2 separate regions of the Pan troglodytes genome follow, and region 2 is linked to region 1. The links are chromatin contacts, called in public HiChIP or PLAC-seq maps. All regions are on one chromosome and are shown on one strand. Each heading gives the region's core, a stretch centred on a gene start, on an enhancer-like site or on the middle of the called end of the contact. The rest is flanking DNA. Distances are from core to core; before and after follow the strand shown.

Region 1 (7,490 bases), core at 560-3,059:
AGCCCCCAGGGCACTCCCTGCTCTCTGTAGAGCCAAGCCGTTGCCCGAATCTAGCATCACGAATGGAGCCCACGAGGATCTTTAAACTAAATTTGTAACTCTGTCTTGTGACAATTCTCTGGATCAGCTTATGCAGGGAGGGAAAGAGGGCAAATCAGACACTGTCCTAGTGGACGAGGAGGGAGATGTCCGACCTGCCGTGGGTCATCTCAAGCACCTACTTGGCTGGGTGAAGGGATCCCTAGAGACCTCATAAGGCGCTGCTTCTGGGTGTGTCTGCAAGGGGGTTTCCAGAGGAGCCTGCCTGGGGGTCGGGGGACCAAGGGGAAGACCCTCCATGGGGGCGGATACCATCAATCGCCTGGGGGCCCAGATAGAACAAAAAGGGGCTGGGCACGATGGTCCACGCCTGTAATCCCAGCACTTTGGGAGGCTGAGGCAGGCGGATCACTTGAGGTCAGGAGTTCACGACCAGCCTGGCCATGGTGATACCCCATCTCTCCTAAAAAATACAAAAAAAAATTAGCCAGGCATGGTGGCATGCACCTGTAGTCCCAGCTACTCTGCAGACTGAGGCAGGAGACTCGCTTGAACCTGGGAGGTGAACGCTGCAGTGAGCTGAGGTCGTAACGCTGCAGTGAGCTGAGGTCGTGCCACTGCACTGCATTCTGTCTCTAGCCTAGGAGACAGAGCGAGACTCTGTCAAAAAAAAAAAAAAAAAAAAAGAGGGAAAAGAAGTTCTGCTCTTGTTCCTGGCGCTGGGACTCTCTCTTCCTCCTCCTGCCCTTGGACAGGGCCCCCAGCCTTGGGACTCCAGGACTTAACACCAGCGGCTCCTTGGATTCTCAGCTTTCAGCCCTGGCCTGAGTCACACCTTTAGCTCCCCTGGTTCTTCCGTTTCCTGACTTGGACCGAGCCAGGCTGCCAGCATCCCAGGTCTCCGGCTTGCAGATGGCATCCCTCCCGGGACTTCTCGGCCTCCCTAACCGCATGGGCCAATTCCCCTAACAAACCCACTATCATCCGTCTATTAATCTGTCTCTCCAATATATTGGTCGGCCTCTGGAGAATGCCTACTGATGCGACGCCTGTTTCTGTACACTGGCTTCTGCCTCAGATCTCACAGGCGTGCCAGGGAAGAAGCATTCCAGATCCCATTTAGGAAACTGTGGAGGACGGTGTGAAAGTAAAAGCTCAGGACCCCAATTCAGGCTGCCAAAAGGACAGAACGAAGCCGAAGACGGAGCCGGTCAAGTTACTGCCTCTCCCTGTGTTGTTGGGCAGGTAACTACAGACGCGAGGTCAGATCTCACTCTCCATTCCCCTCATCTTGGGGACGCATCATCGGCAACCCCAGCCCCCCCACCCCTCCTTTTCTCTTCCCACCGTGGGCTCAGAAACAGGACCGGAGCCTTCCTTACCCCGCAGCCCGCTTTCCCCCTTTAAATACGGAGGCCTCAAAACCATCTCTGGAGAAAGGCATCGACCTGTCCCCCAGGCGCGACCTCGACCTTGCCGAGCCACGCTCCGAAGCCCGAGGCCTGTCCCGGCTACTTCTTGGTTTACAACTGAAATGGACCAAAAAGACAGCGGGCATCCTTCTGGATCATCTGATTCTGCAGGGGCCTGCGACTTTCGCCCCTGGAGTTACGGTCCTGGAGTTGCAGAAAACGTCGAGCAATGCGAGCGACTCTCGACCAGCGTCGCGTCCGTCAAATGCAATCGATCATCGCCAGTGGAGAGTGACCGGATATGAGAGCCCTGCCCGACTCCAACATGGCCGCCCAGCCCACGACCGAGGCCTGGGCAGCCGCTGCCAGGAGCCAAGATGGCTGCGACGAGCGCTGACGACACGCGGGCGGCCACCGTGCGCGGCTGACCCTTTCCTGCCGGGACCCGGAAATTATCTCCCAAGGAGGAAGTAAACGGCGCGCGACGGTCGGTTGAAAAGTTGGCGGGGGCGGGCGAAGGCTGCGAGCGGAGGCTGCGAGCGGGGCCGTCCGGGTGGTCTGGGCGACTGCCCCGAGGGCCCGCCACGCCCTGCGGCCAGCCCTGACCGTCTTACCTCAGTTTCCCCACCCGTAAGAGGGATCCGCTGGCGGGTCCCTTTGCCATCCCCCTTCTCTAAATGCAGGGACAGAAGACGGCCGCTGGCGGGACGGCCACAGGGGCCCAGGCCCGGCGCCTGCACGCGGGGCTCGCGCCCGGGTGTTTGGCCATATCGGGAGGCGGCAGGAGGCGGCGGCGGCGAGGGGCCCTGGCGAGGGCACAGGCGGGTCAGGGAGCAGCGCTGGCTGAGGCCCGGCGGCCAGAGGGAGCGGGAGGGAAGGTGCGGGGCCTGGGCTGCTGCCTCCTGGGCGCATCTAGCTTTCGAGGGTCACACCGCGGGGAGAGGTGACATTTTGAAAAGGTAATGGGGGCCGCGATCCCTCGAGAGGCTATAGGGAGGACCCTTCCTGCCTCTTTCAGCTCCTGGGGGCTCTGGGAGCTCCAGGCGTCCTTAAGAGGCTTGTGGCCGCGTGGCTCCAAACTTGTTTTTGTTGGTTTTTTGGGTTTTTTTTTGAGACGGAGTCTCGCTCTGTCGCCCAGGCTGGAGTGTAGTGGCGCGATCTCGGCTCACTGCAAGCTCCGCCTCCCGGGTTCTCGCCATTCTCCTGCCTCAGCCTCCCGAGTACCTGGGACTACAGGCACCCGCCACCACGCCCGGCTAACTTTTTTGTATTTTTTTTTAGTAGAGACGGGGTTTCACCGTGTTAGCCAGGATGGTGTCAACCTCCTGACCTCGTGATCCGCCCGCCTCCGCCTCCCAAAGTGCTGGGATTACAGGCGTGAGCCACCGCCCCCGGCCCAAACATTTTTTTTTTTTTAAGATGGAGTCTCCCTCTGTTGCCCAGGCTGGAGTGCAATGGCATGATCTCGGCTCACTGCAACCTCCGCCTCCTGGGTTCAAGTGATTCTCCTGCCTCAGCCTCCCGAGTAGCTGGGATTACAGGTGCGCAGGCCACCACCCCTGGCTAATTTTTGTATTTTTAGCAGAGACAGGTTTCCACCATGTTGGCCAGGTGATCTGCCCACTTTGGCCTCCCAAAGTGCTGGGATTACATATGTGAGCCACCATGCCCAGCCTCAACTTTTTTTGAGAGAGAGTCTCGCTCTGTTGCCCAGGCTGGAGTGCAGTGACATTATCTCAGCTCACTGCAGCTTCCACCTCCCAGGCTCAAGCAATCCTCCCACCTCAGCCTCTCCAATAGCTGGGACCACAGGTGCGCACCACCACACCCAGCTAATTTTTGTATTTTTTTGTAGAGATAGGGTCTCACTTTGTTGTCCAGGCTGGTCTCCAACTCCTGAGCTCAAGGGATCCTCCCGCCTTGGCCTCCATAAGTGCTGGGATTACAGGTGTAAGGCTACTTCCTGTCGTCTACTCTCTGTATTTTGCAAATAAAATGTTTGCAGGTCATGTCAAATATCAAGTGATTGATCTGTGGGGACGCAGGCGCCTTCCTCAGAGCCCCTCCCTCCCTTGCTCCTGCCCCAGCCAGCCTTGTGCATCTGCAGATACCGAGGCTGCTCAGGGGCGCTCTGCTGTCCACTGAGTGCGAGGAGTCTCAGGCACTGCAGGGACCTGGGTGCTGCCACACGGGTGGACAGCCCATGGTGGCCGGTTGGAGGCCTCTAGCACAGACCCTGCACACCTGGAGGCTTCTGCTGGCAAAGCCCTGGGACCTAAGACCAGATGCCCAGGGCTATGCCCCACTTGGGATGACACACAGGGTCCCCAGATGTGTGCATCTACCCCAGTGACCCCCTTTTTGGGATGCTTGTGTCTGTTTTGGGGCTGCTCTGGGCCCCAGGGGTTGGGGGTGGACGGTGTCCCCTTGTGAGAAGGGGCCCGTGTGGCAGGAGTTCCCTGTGGGCGCAGGCCAGGCCCTGGAACAGTCTGTACCTCGCACACTGCATTTGCGAGCGGCTGCGCTGTTCCTGAGCTGTTTGGGAGCTCAGAAATGCAGGCGGGTGTCTTCCTGCCCCATGGGGTGGTAGAGATAGCCAGGAAGTGAGTGCCGGCCGCCCAGGGCCCCAGGCTTATTTCCCGAGACGGAGCTTGGCCACCTGTGGTCTGGTCTCCACATAGCAGGATGCACGTTCGAGGCCTGTGACCCATGGGGTGGTAAGTGGGGTGTGCAGCTGCCCCACCCATGTTGGGGTGACCTGGCTGTCCCCAGTAGCCACCTCTGCACGGGGGCTTCTGGTCAGTTCGGGCCATCCTAGCATCTGGCTAGGCTCTGCCAAACCCATTTGCCAATCAGATTTGGAAGACGACATTCTGTGGTTTCCCTAGCCCCGGAAGCAGCAGCAGGGCCACCCCCTGCACTGGGGGTCCCAGGATCCCTGAGGGCTGTGGCGTGACCCGTCCAGGGCCTTAGAGGCCAACCTGGATTCACAGCATGTCCTGTGGTTAGTGGTACAGGTGGGTCCTTGGGCCCTGATGCACTTACAGTGGTGGCCACCCAGCCCGGGATGTTTGAATGAAGCCGTGGGGACAGCCAGAGGCCAGAACACACCATCTTAACTTCTAGGTGTCCTTGGGCAAAATCAGTGGACCTTTGTCATCCCTTTTTTTTTTTTTTTTTTTTGAGACAAGGTCTCCCTGTTGTGAGCTGTGGCATGATCACAGTTCACTGCAGCCTCCACCTTCCAGGCTTAAGGGATCCTCTAGCCTCAGCTTCCCAAAGTGCTGGAATGACAGGTGTGAGCCACTGCACCCAGCCTAGTCATCCCAAAGCAAGTGTCTGTCTGTGTGGGCAGGGACTCTCCCAAAGCCACAAGCCCTGTCAGGCTGCTGCACGGCTCTGGCCACCACCCTGCAGATCACGGGCTCCTAGGAAAGCCGCCCCAGGGACCACGACACCGGAGGGTGGCCTGGGGCAGAAGGCGCGACTCACTCTCCCTTCTCTTCCCCCACAGACCTTGGAAAGGTCTTGCCTCAAGGCCTCCCACCACCCTCGGCTGAGCAAATGTGTGTCTATTTTGGAAAATCTGCGACTTCTGAGCTGTTGCTCTTGAAAGAGCGTAATTTGGTGTAGCCGGCAGTGGGGGCCTCTGAACCCAGCAGGCTGTTATTTTGCCTGTCAGTTCCCCTTAAACACACTCAAGTTCTGAATGGGGGTAGCACCCCATCCCCGGGAGCCCAGCTGGCATTGCTTCTGGTGACACACTGACCTCCAGTCCTCAGGCCAGGAGCTAGGGTGTCCGAGCCTGTGGGGATCCACCGCCCAGCCTGCTTCTGTCCTTCCAGGACCTCCTGCCTCAGGCCATGCTTCTGGTTAGCAAAGACATACCTAGCTTTTCAGGAGACGGGCGTCTCTTAAGTAGGAAACCTCCGGCGACTGTAACCACGCACTGACCTGCAGCTGTTCAGAGTAAACCGAGCTAAGGCAGGCACGCTACCCCGAGGCTGCAGCGCGAGCGTGGCTACCGCCAAGCCCCTAGCAGGCCCCTGACTACACAATGGAGGTCAGGTGTGGATGACAGCCACGCACCCGGGACTCCCTTGAAGTTTTCTTTTTTTTTTTTTTTTTATTATACTTTAAGTTTTAGGGTACATGTGCACAACGTGCAGCTTTGTTACATATGTATACATGTGCCATGTTGGTGTGCTGCACCCATTTACTCGTCTTTTAACATTAGGTATATCTCCTAATGCTATCCCTCCACCCTCCCCCCACCCCATCCCTTGAAGTTTTCCGTTGTGTTTTCTGTGCTTGGGTTTAAGAGCTTAAATTGTTTTTGAAAATCACTTTGAAACTTTCACAGATGACAGAAAAGTCGTTGTTATGAGCTCCAGTTAACTAGGCGGAGTGAGTTTCTTTGGTGAGGAGCTGCCTTCGTTATTTCCCCAGGCCCCACGCTTGCGGTTTTGTTTGCAGGGACTTGACGGAAGTCAGCGTGTCCTCCACACACATTCACCCACCGCCCCCAGGCTGCTTGGGGCCTGCAGGCCACAGGGTCCCCCTAGGACAGCCAGAGCCCTCTGCAGAGCCTAGGGCACAGGCGGGTGGAGGACGGGGCTGGTCCTTGGTCCCCAGCTCAGCACTTTATCCCTCTGTTCCCCGGAGAGTTGACTGGTGTCGGGGGCTGTCTCCCCCACCCATTCGGAGTTGAGGCCGCAGCGAGAGGCCAGTCCCGGGAGACCCTGCTGCAGCTTCCCGCTAGGAAGGGATCAGAGCCCCCTGTGCCAGTGTGGTACCAAGCCCTAAAGTCAGCGTGAAGGGCCTCCGGCCTCCTGTGCTTCCCCCACGGTCTTGGTTGGCTGTAAATGGGGGGTCTCGATGCTCCTGCCCCAAGCCAGGCCCAGCAGCACAGCCCCACGCCTGGTGGGTCAGGAGCCCCTCGGGCCAGGGACAGCCATTTCTAGGGCAGCGGAAAGAGCCCTGCGTGTTCTCGCCCAGCGGCCCAATTAGTGGCCTAATTTCAGAAAGGAGCCCCTGGCCTCAGGAGGCTGTAGTCACTCCGTTGGGGGAATGGCTGCCATTCCTCCCAATGAGAATCGCTGAAGCCGGGTCCAGCTGTAGGGCCGGGGGAGGCAGATTCCAGACCCAAGGCTGACTCCAGCTCAAGGGGTCAGCGCCCGGATGTGTTTGGGGGTTTCCGAGTGCAGCCTTGGTAGGAAGGTCGAAGTCAGTCTTCAAGACCCCCGTCTTACTGAGGATGGGACCTCACAGCCCCTCACACGGGAGCAGAGGTTACTGCACCCACCCAGGTCAGCACAGGACCTGCTTCTGATTCTGGGGGTCCACACGACACCGAGGCTGACTGGTGCCCCCCCAGCGACCAGAAACGCCACAGAAGTGGGGTGAGAGACGGGACCCACATCACATGCCTGGGACATGGGCCTGCAGCAGACCCAAAACCCTCAGCTTGCCCTGGCCCTGCCCCCACTTCCCTCAACCTCCTCCTGCCCTTGGCCTTAGGGGTCACCCAGACTCTGCTCAGGTAGGCAGGCCGGGTCCACCATGCAGGTACACACAGCCACTTCTCTGCTGAGACGCTGAGGACTGGCAGGACCTGCCCGGACCACAGGGCAGTGCTCACTCCAGGACGTGACCCCACGGCCCGTCTCGCCTGTCCTGGTGGCCCACACCACACTCCAACCTGTGTCCTGATTCACTGGGGGCACTGGCCGTGTTGGACAGAGCTCAGGCACCCTCAGGGACCTTACTGGGTCCAGTGAATTGACCAAAAGCCAGAACCTGGAGCCTTGGTGACCCCATTAGGAGACCCCCTAGGTCCTTCCAGATGAGCAGATGCAAAGGCCGCTTGGGGTCCTGAGAGCGGCCACAGAACCCCCAGCTCTCACAACTCAGCTGCGGACCTCAGGGTGTTCCCCCGCCTGGCCCTGGCTCCAAGCCACCTGCTGTCCCATGAAGGTGGGGGACATGCCCTGGGGTCCCCCCCACCTTGCCTGCGTCCTGGGGTGGCACACACCCCTC
Region 2 (7,580 bases), core at 3,700-6,199, 250 kb before region 1:
AGGTAACTGATCCCTGGTGGGGGCCAGGCTGGCCTGGGCTCTGGTCTCTCTTGGCTCCCGAGCCTCCGGCCCAGCTGTTGCTGAGGAGGCTGCGTCTGTCCTCAGGGCCAACAGCTGCAGGCCCGGAAGCGCCCCCCTCCCACATCCCCCAGAGCAGGTGTGTCCCCCACAGCCCATCCCAGCCTGCCAAGGATGGGTCCCAGGGATACGGGGGTCTCCTGCCCTCCTCTGCTCAACTTTTCGGGGCCTGGGCTGGGACTGCTGTTGGAGTCCTCAGTCCTGTGGGTAGCAGACACTAAGTCCCTGGTGGCCAGCCTGTGGCCAGGTGGGCCGAGCACTCACTGCAGCCCCGACCAAGAGCAGCTGTGCCCCTCGGCCACACTCACCAGACCCAAAGTGCACGGCCGGGCACACACCCTTCCACCTGCCCCACCGTCCAGGCTCCGCGGGGGCCTCCCCGATGCCACTCCCCTCCCTCCAGGCTCCGACACCCACACTGTCCTCACTGACCTGAGAGCCTGTGTCACAGTGTCCCCAGTGTGGCAGGAGAGGGATGCCTGAGCCATGGCAGCCATTGGTGATCCCGTGTCAGCTGGGTGACAGCTGAACCCCAGGCCAGCCCCTGGTAGCCCACCTGCAGTGCCCCTGGCGGGCGTCCAGCCCTGCCTGGCCCAACTCCACGCCATGCTATGAGGCTGACCAATTCCCCAGCAGTCGGTGGCCACAGCGGAGGGTACCTGGGACTCCAAACTGGGGACCCACCTTGTGGACCCCCTCCCTCCTCCACCACAGCTGTGGGTACCACGTCCTCCCTCCTGCCTCCTCTCGCTTATGGGCCTTGACACCCCTCCCCTGCCCTGCCCTACCTGCTGCCTGCTGGACCCATCACTGCCTTCAGCCCCTGAGTCCTCCTCTGGCCCTGGAACCCTCCCCAGCTTGCTATCAGGGCCCAGCATACCTGCTCCAGGGATGGGGTGCAGCCCCCACCCTGACTAGACCCCGGCACAGGAGACCTCAGGTTAGGGACTCCCCCAGGGAAGTAATTGGAGCCCCCGCCCCATGGTGGAGGGGCCAGGCTCTGGGGGACCTGCCAGGGGTAAGTGCCAGTCAGACTGGGTGCCCGGGACAGCTGCCCTGCTACAGTTGGTGCCTGTCCTGGGCTGAACAGTGTCCCCCAGATTCATATCCACCCAGAACCTCAGCGTGTGACCTTACACGGAGATGGCATCTTTGCAAATTTATTTATTTATTTATTGAGATGGAGTCTCACTCTGTTGCCCTGGCTGGAGTGCAATGGCATTATCTCAGCTCATTGCAACCTCCGCCTCCCAGGTTCAAGTGATTCTCCTGCCTCAGCCTCCTGAGTAGCTGGGATTATAGGCGCCCGCCACCACGCCCGGCTATTTTTTGTATTTTTAGTAGAGACAGGGTTTCGCCATGTTGGCTGGGCTGGTCTTGAACTCCTGACCTCAGGTGATCTGCCTGCCTCAGCCTCCCAAAGTGCTGGGATTACAGGCATGAGCCACCGAGCCTGGCCATTTTTGCCAATTTAATCAGCTAAGGTGAGGTCATGCAGGATTAGGGTGAAAGGGTCCTTGTGAGCAAAGGAAAACAGGAGAATGGGTAGGGCCTCCGGGGAGGTGCTGGGCCCGGGGATGTCAGGGCCCAGGGGGCCAACAGGCCCTGGTCATGCTCTCATGGCAGAGTCAGAGAAGATGACGAGGCCATGGCCTCTGCACCCCCAACATCCAAATCCCCGCCCCCACGCCCAGACCCCGGGGGGCCGATCTCCGGTGCAGAGAGGTGTCTCCCCAGGAAAGCGCAGAGGGGGTCGGCGTGGCTCCCAGGTGTGGGGAGGGCGGCACATCCGAGAGGTGGATGCAGGACCCAGAGCGGGAGCTCTGGGGAAGCAAGAAGACCCCTGTTCCTCCTGGGGCGGGGCCGCCCATCGGCCAGGTGGTCTGGGCACAGAAGTGGGTGGGTCTGCACATCTCTCAGGCCAGAGCCACCAGATCACCCGTGGTTACCTGGAGGGCCCTGATGCAAAGGGTTGGGGGGAGTGCAGGGCTCGATTAGCGATGCCTGCCCTGGGCATACGGAGGAGTGGGGTCCTATGTGCCATGGCCAGCTGAGAGGGAGAAGGCCTTGCCAGGAAACCCTCAAAGGTCCTCCGCAGCCAGCCCGAGCTGAGGTTGCACAGGGGCCTCAGAGCCAGCACCAGGCCAGTCTCAGACGTCAGGATCAGAAGGGGTTGCAGGGCCTGGTCCCCAAGACCTGTGTCTCCCACTGATGGCCTGGCAGCTGGGAAAGAGAAGGGAGAAACCCCCTCCCCAACTTCCCCAGCCTGGTCCCCTCCTGACCCCAGGGACAGAGCCCCGGGCCAGACGTGAATCAGTGGCCCCACCAAGCCTCCTACATCTGAGTCTGCGACTCCTCCCGCCCACCCCGCACCAGATCCATCAGCCACCCCTGCTCCAGTGACAGACACCTTGCCGACACCGGGGCTTCGGGGCCCCTGCGAAGTGCTAAGTGGCTTTGCGCAGGTGATTCATCTGGGCCCATTTCTCCCAGGGTCTTCAAGCATCTGATGATTTTATTTGGATGGAGCACTCTGCAGGCCGTCTGCATTTCCCATCTCAGGAACCTTTCACTTCTGAGAGCGACGGGAGAGGTGGATGTTTACTTTATCGCTTTTCCCTGTGCAGGAGTTTAATAACTTAGCAGCCGGGCCGAGGTGGCGACGCGCAGGGCCGTTTGTGTCTCCGGAATTCTCTTCTTTTCCAGGCCCCATGTGTACGCGCCGGCTGGCTGCGGATCGTGTTTTCCCTCGAAAGAAGTGGTTTTGCTATTAAGATCAGTGTTTCGTCTAGATCGTTCTACCAGCCCTCGCCACTGGGCTCAGCTGCCCGGGGATAGCGGCTGCTCTTGCCGGGTCGGCCCCGAAACGCCTGTCTGAGGCTCAGCTCAGGTGTCCAGGCCAGTGCTCGGGGCAGGGCACTCCCAGACAAAGCCTGAGCCTACACCGGCCCCACAGGCATCCCACCTGCCCCAGGGGCCAACCCCCAGCCGGCTGCCACAGCTCCCTGGTCAGCGAGGCTCACTCTGGCCAGCTGGCACCCTAAGGCTCTGAAGAAGAGCGAGCACTTGTTAAGCACCGACTGTCTGCTGCTCGTGGACTCGCCTTCTCTCTAAGCGGGACGTTCCTGGCCTTCCCCTTGCAGAGGGCGAGGTGTTGAGAGCTGGTGTTTATTTATCAAGTCCTGGTGCGCTCCCAGGCCCCAGACGGCATTGAAGGCACTGCTCGGAGGCACCGTCCTGTTCTCTGCACCACCCCAGGGGCATAGGTGTGCGTGTCCCATTCCTTAGGTGAGGAAACTGAGGCCCGGGGAGCTGAGCGCCTGCCCGCAGGCCCAGAGATGGCAGTTCGGCCCATGGCAGCCTGGCTGTCACCGGGAATCCTGGCCCTGCCCTGCCCTGCCCTGTCCTGCACTCCCTCTGAGAGTCCCGGGCCTCCCCCGGCGCTGGGCAGGCCTGTCACTCTTCAGCAGCAGCTTCAGCAGAAGAGCAGAGTCTCCACCAGGCCTCCCCAGGGCTGCCTCCAGGGGTAGGATCTGAGCTCCCAGGGGCCCTCGGGGGGCCACTCCCCCAGCTGTGCTTCCTCCCTGCAGGATGGGGACAGGGGCCCAGCACAGCACCCAGTGGGAGGCTGCTCTGACAGCTCAGGGCGCGGCAGGGTCCCCACACACATGGGCTGCAGGGTGGCCGCTCCCAGAGCTGCTGGGCCAGGCAGAGATGAAGGGGCAGCAAGGCCAGCCCTTGAGGGTGGGGGCGGCCACTGGTCATGTCCTCACTGGCCCCCCTTCCTGTCACTTGAGGTGGCCGGAGATCTGGGGACAAGCGCCCGAGCCCCCCCCCAATGACCACAGTGCCTCCCAGCGGCCCCTGGGGCTGGACTTGGCCCAGGTCCACAGGGCAGGTCTGTGGGAGTCGCAAGCCGTGCAGGGCAGGAGGGGCGGGCCGGAGTGTTGCATTCATGGGTCTGAGGGGCCCAGGATGGGACCGTCCCTGTCTCAGGGTCCCCCACCTGCCAGCCCAGCTCCATGCTGCCCAAGCACCATCCAAGTGGGTCCTGAAACCAGCAGCCAGGGCCACCCCCCAGTGCTGGCTCTGTGACCTCCAGGGCAGGGGTCCTTAACTTCGTGTAGCCTGGCGGTGACCCTGTGAGTCACACTCAGGACACTGGGCGCTGCGCTGATCCTGGGGGCACTTGGTGTCCCTCTCTCCCCTGCTGAGCAGCCCCGGATCGGCCCGGCCTTGCCCCTGCCCAGGTCGCTAGGGCCGAGCAGAGGCTCTGTGAGGCCGGCAGAGTGGATGGCGGGGCTTCTGGGACCTGGTACATTCGGAGGACCCAGGCTGGCAGCCGTGCAGCAGGCGGCCGAGGAGGGCGGGGCGGCCCGGGCATCTCTGGCTCTGTTGACTCTCCCAGGGGTGAGGGTTCATCGGGGAACACAATGGAGCTGCCCACTTTGTCTCGTAAGACAGCAGCAGCTGCAGCCTGCCCTGAGAACTCTGAGGGCACCGAGCCCCAGGCGGTGTGGACCAAGGGTAACTGCCTGGGGCTGCTGAGCCCCGGGGGTGGGGATGGGCTCCCGGCTCCTCAGGCCCCACCTTCTGACCTGGCCCTGCAGTCCAGGGCCGGACACACGCGTTCAGGAAGTGTCCACGTGCAGGCCCCGTCCACCCTCGGCACTGCCCGCGCCCACGGCCCACCTGGGGCACCAGCCCTGTGTCCCGCAGTACCGCCCCACTCCTCAGCCCCAGATGCATGTTCCCAGGCAGAGGGGCAGGAGGACCCTGTGGCCCCAGCCCGCCTCCCCGGCCCAGCCCCGCCCAGCCCACCCCTGTGAGTGCAGGACTCCTCCTCCTCTGCTGCCCGGCCCCTCCCCCGACGTGTGCTTGCAGCTGTGCCGGCTCCGGCTCCGAGGAAATCCTTGGCTTTGCACAGGCCCTGGGGACTCGGAGTGCGCCTGGAACAGCCGGGAGGGAGCGCAGCTGGGGAGGCAGGGCGGGGCTGCTCTCCCACCCTGGATGGGACCTGGCTGGGGGCATGGTTTTTAAGGGGGGCAGGGCAGGAGCTGCTCCCCAGGGACCCCCACTAGGAGAACTGCACCCCTGAGCTCAGGGATCTGCCCTCCACCCACCAAAGGGACCTGGTCATGGGGCCTGTGTCACCATCCACAGGTGACTTCTCACCCTGCACAGGGCCCCAGGCCCCCCATCCTAGGGGTGAGTGTTCCCACCTTCCCCTTGAAGGAAACGCTCCGTCTGGAATTGCCACTGAGCCACCTTTGCTACTCAGGGTTCAGGGCACAGCCAGAGAAAGAGGGAGGAGGTGGGGTGGGAGAAGTCAGTGTGGCCCCTCCCCCGGCTGCCCTGGAGCCATCCTTAGGGCCTGTGAGGCTGTGGTCAGCTGGGGCCTCGAGGTCAAGAACCGTGTGCCGGAGAGCTGGACAAGGGGCAAACCCCTGCCCAGACACCCCAGCGGGTCCCGCTGCTCAAAGGCGTCTTCCAGGAGCCCCCAGCCACGGCACAGGCCGGACACGCTGCCCTGATGGAAGAGGGCCCTGTCTTTGGTCCCCGTGGGGGAGCCGCTGCCTGAGTGGCCCCACAGTGGGCAGAGACTCTGCCAGGCCAGAGAGCCCCGAGGCTTGACCTGTGCCACACAAGCCTGGGCGCCCAGGAGCAGGGGCGGGAAGGAGGTCGCCTCTGAGCTCTCCCTGAGTGCCTCCCACCCAGGGTCCACACAAAACCTCAAGGGCCTCTGAGGTGAACCACAGAAACACCAGTGTCCCCATTCAACTAAAACCCACGGGTCAGGGCGGTGGCTTATGCCTGTCATCCCAGCACTTTGGGAGGCTGACGTGGGAGGATCACTTGAGCCTAGGAGTTCAAGATCAGCCTGGGCAACATAGGGAAATCCCATCTATACCAAAAAAAGCCAGGATCAGTGGTGTGTGCCTGTTTTCCCAGCCCCTTGGCAGGCTGAGGCAGGAAGATGGCTTGAGCCTGGAAGTCTGAGGCTGCAGTGAGCTATGATCATACCACTGCACTGTAGCCTGGGCGACAGAGCGAGACCCCATCTCAAAAAAATAAAATAAAATACATTTTAAAAATCAGTCATGAATTTGAGAGATGGTTTCAGGCATGGCTGGATCCAGGCACTTGGCTCTCCCGCCTGTCCCACTGCTCAGCTTGGCTTCTCTATGCCTTCGCTGTCCCAGGGACAGGGCCTCCCTGATGCACTGAGCTCCCCCAGGAAAGAGGCCCCATCTCTCCTGCCCAGCTCTGGGGCAGCTCAGTTCTCCCTGGAGCAGGACAGTGCCTGGGACGGCTTGGGCATTTGCAACGCACTTCCTGCCACACCCTGGCCACGTGGAGGCCTGGAGGGGACAGTGGCTCCCGGACCCCCAGACCAGCCACCGCTCAGCCTCAGGCTGCCCGAGACACCCTAGGGAGGTGGCCTCTGGCACGGAACTCCTGCTCTGGAAAACCCCCACCCTCAGGCAGGCAGACCACCCTCTCCCAAGGGGAGGCTGGGGCAGGAACCACAGAGGGTGGGGGCAGCAGCCACCGTCCCTGTGGCTGAGGGTGGGTGGGGCCAGCCTGGCCGGCTCCATGATCCTCAGCCAGGGCAGCCGCCTCACACAGTGGGGCTCTGAGCCCGGGGTGGGCCGAGAGGCGCTGCCCGCCACCCGCTGCCCGCCGGCTCACAAGGGCCCATTGTGCGGCTGTGGCTGTGGGCAGCAGGTGGCTGCCCGGTCCCACACGGGGAGGCCCTGCCACCAGCCGCGCGGGCGGAGGAGGGCACCGCGGGCACGGTGGGGGGAGCACGGGGGCCAGGGTGGGGCCCAGGCACAGCCCAGAGCCAGGGGCTGTGGCATGAAGGCGTCTATTCTCCGGTCCCAGCCCCGCCTGCTCCGCCGTGGCTGGGGGCTGCAGCCTGGACAGCTGTGGTGAGGCGGCCCCTGCCCACCACGGGCCCCAGGCCAGGGTCTGGCTGCACTCGGATGTGGCATCGCCGTGGCTGAGCAGTGGCTGGGCTGGGCACGGAGGGCTGGTTCAGAGCACAGCAATCCTGGTGGCTTCCTGGAGGTGGAGGAAGCAGGAAGAGCCAGACCACGGGCCCAGGAGCAGGGCGGGAGCAGGGCGGGAGCAGGAGAGCTCACACTGGGGTGGCCCGAAACTACCACCCCGCCGTGCTGGGTGACTCCTGGGTAACCTCCACACCACTGGCTGCCTGCAGCCTCGCGCTGCTGACGGCCCTGCTGTGTGCCTCAGTCTCCCCATCTGTGGCCAGGAGTGGGTGGCAGAACCTGTTAGCAGCTGAGAGGATAACATGGGCCACCCCTCCATGGTCACTCCTCTCAGAGCCCAGTCACAAGCCGGAACTACGCCCAGCACACGCCTGCCCTCCCGGCTCCCCTGGGCCACCCAGCCCTCCCCCAGCCGCCCTCCTCAGCTAGCTGGGTCCCAGCAGCCCCTCTTCCGGTCCCTGCCTGAGACCCACCCCACCCCACCCC

What was found. HiChIP or PLAC-seq counts read pairs in DNA pulled down with a chosen protein or histone mark.
Region 2: an H3K4me3 HiChIP or PLAC-seq map of stem cell-derived excitatory neurons shows a contact between it and region 1, with 8 times the contacts expected there. The contact joins two enhancer-like sites. A contact is called at or near these places in 4 of 7 Hi-C or Micro-C datasets (blood, induced pluripotent stem cells and stem cell-derived neural progenitor cells), 1 of 1 datasets of contacts at active chromatin or transcription factors (stem cell-derived excitatory neurons) and 1 of 1 other capture datasets (stem cell-derived neural stem cells).

Annotation. Positions count from the first base shown.
Region 1 is chr18:3,173,585-3,181,074 of NHGRI_mPanTro3-v2.0_pri, reverse strand. No RefSeq gene overlaps it. Among named protein-coding and RNA genes, the nearest start is that of GNG13, 5.2 kb to the right of the region's middle. Within about 2 kb of position 1,809, at least 21 of the 24 cell types and tissues checked have an H3K27ac peak or open chromatin away from gene starts, as enhancers often do. A contact at or near this core is called in induced pluripotent stem cells, stem cell-derived excitatory neurons, stem cell-derived neural progenitor cells and 1 more, where this site is marked.
Region 2 is chr18:3,428,515-3,436,094 of NHGRI_mPanTro3-v2.0_pri, reverse strand. No RefSeq gene overlaps it. Among named protein-coding and RNA genes, the nearest start is that of SSTR5, 30 kb to the left of the region's middle. Within about 2 kb of position 4,949, at least 11 of the 24 cell types and tissues checked have an H3K27ac peak or open chromatin away from gene starts, as enhancers often do. A contact at or near this core is called in induced pluripotent stem cells, stem cell-derived excitatory neurons, stem cell-derived neural progenitor cells and 1 more, where this site is marked.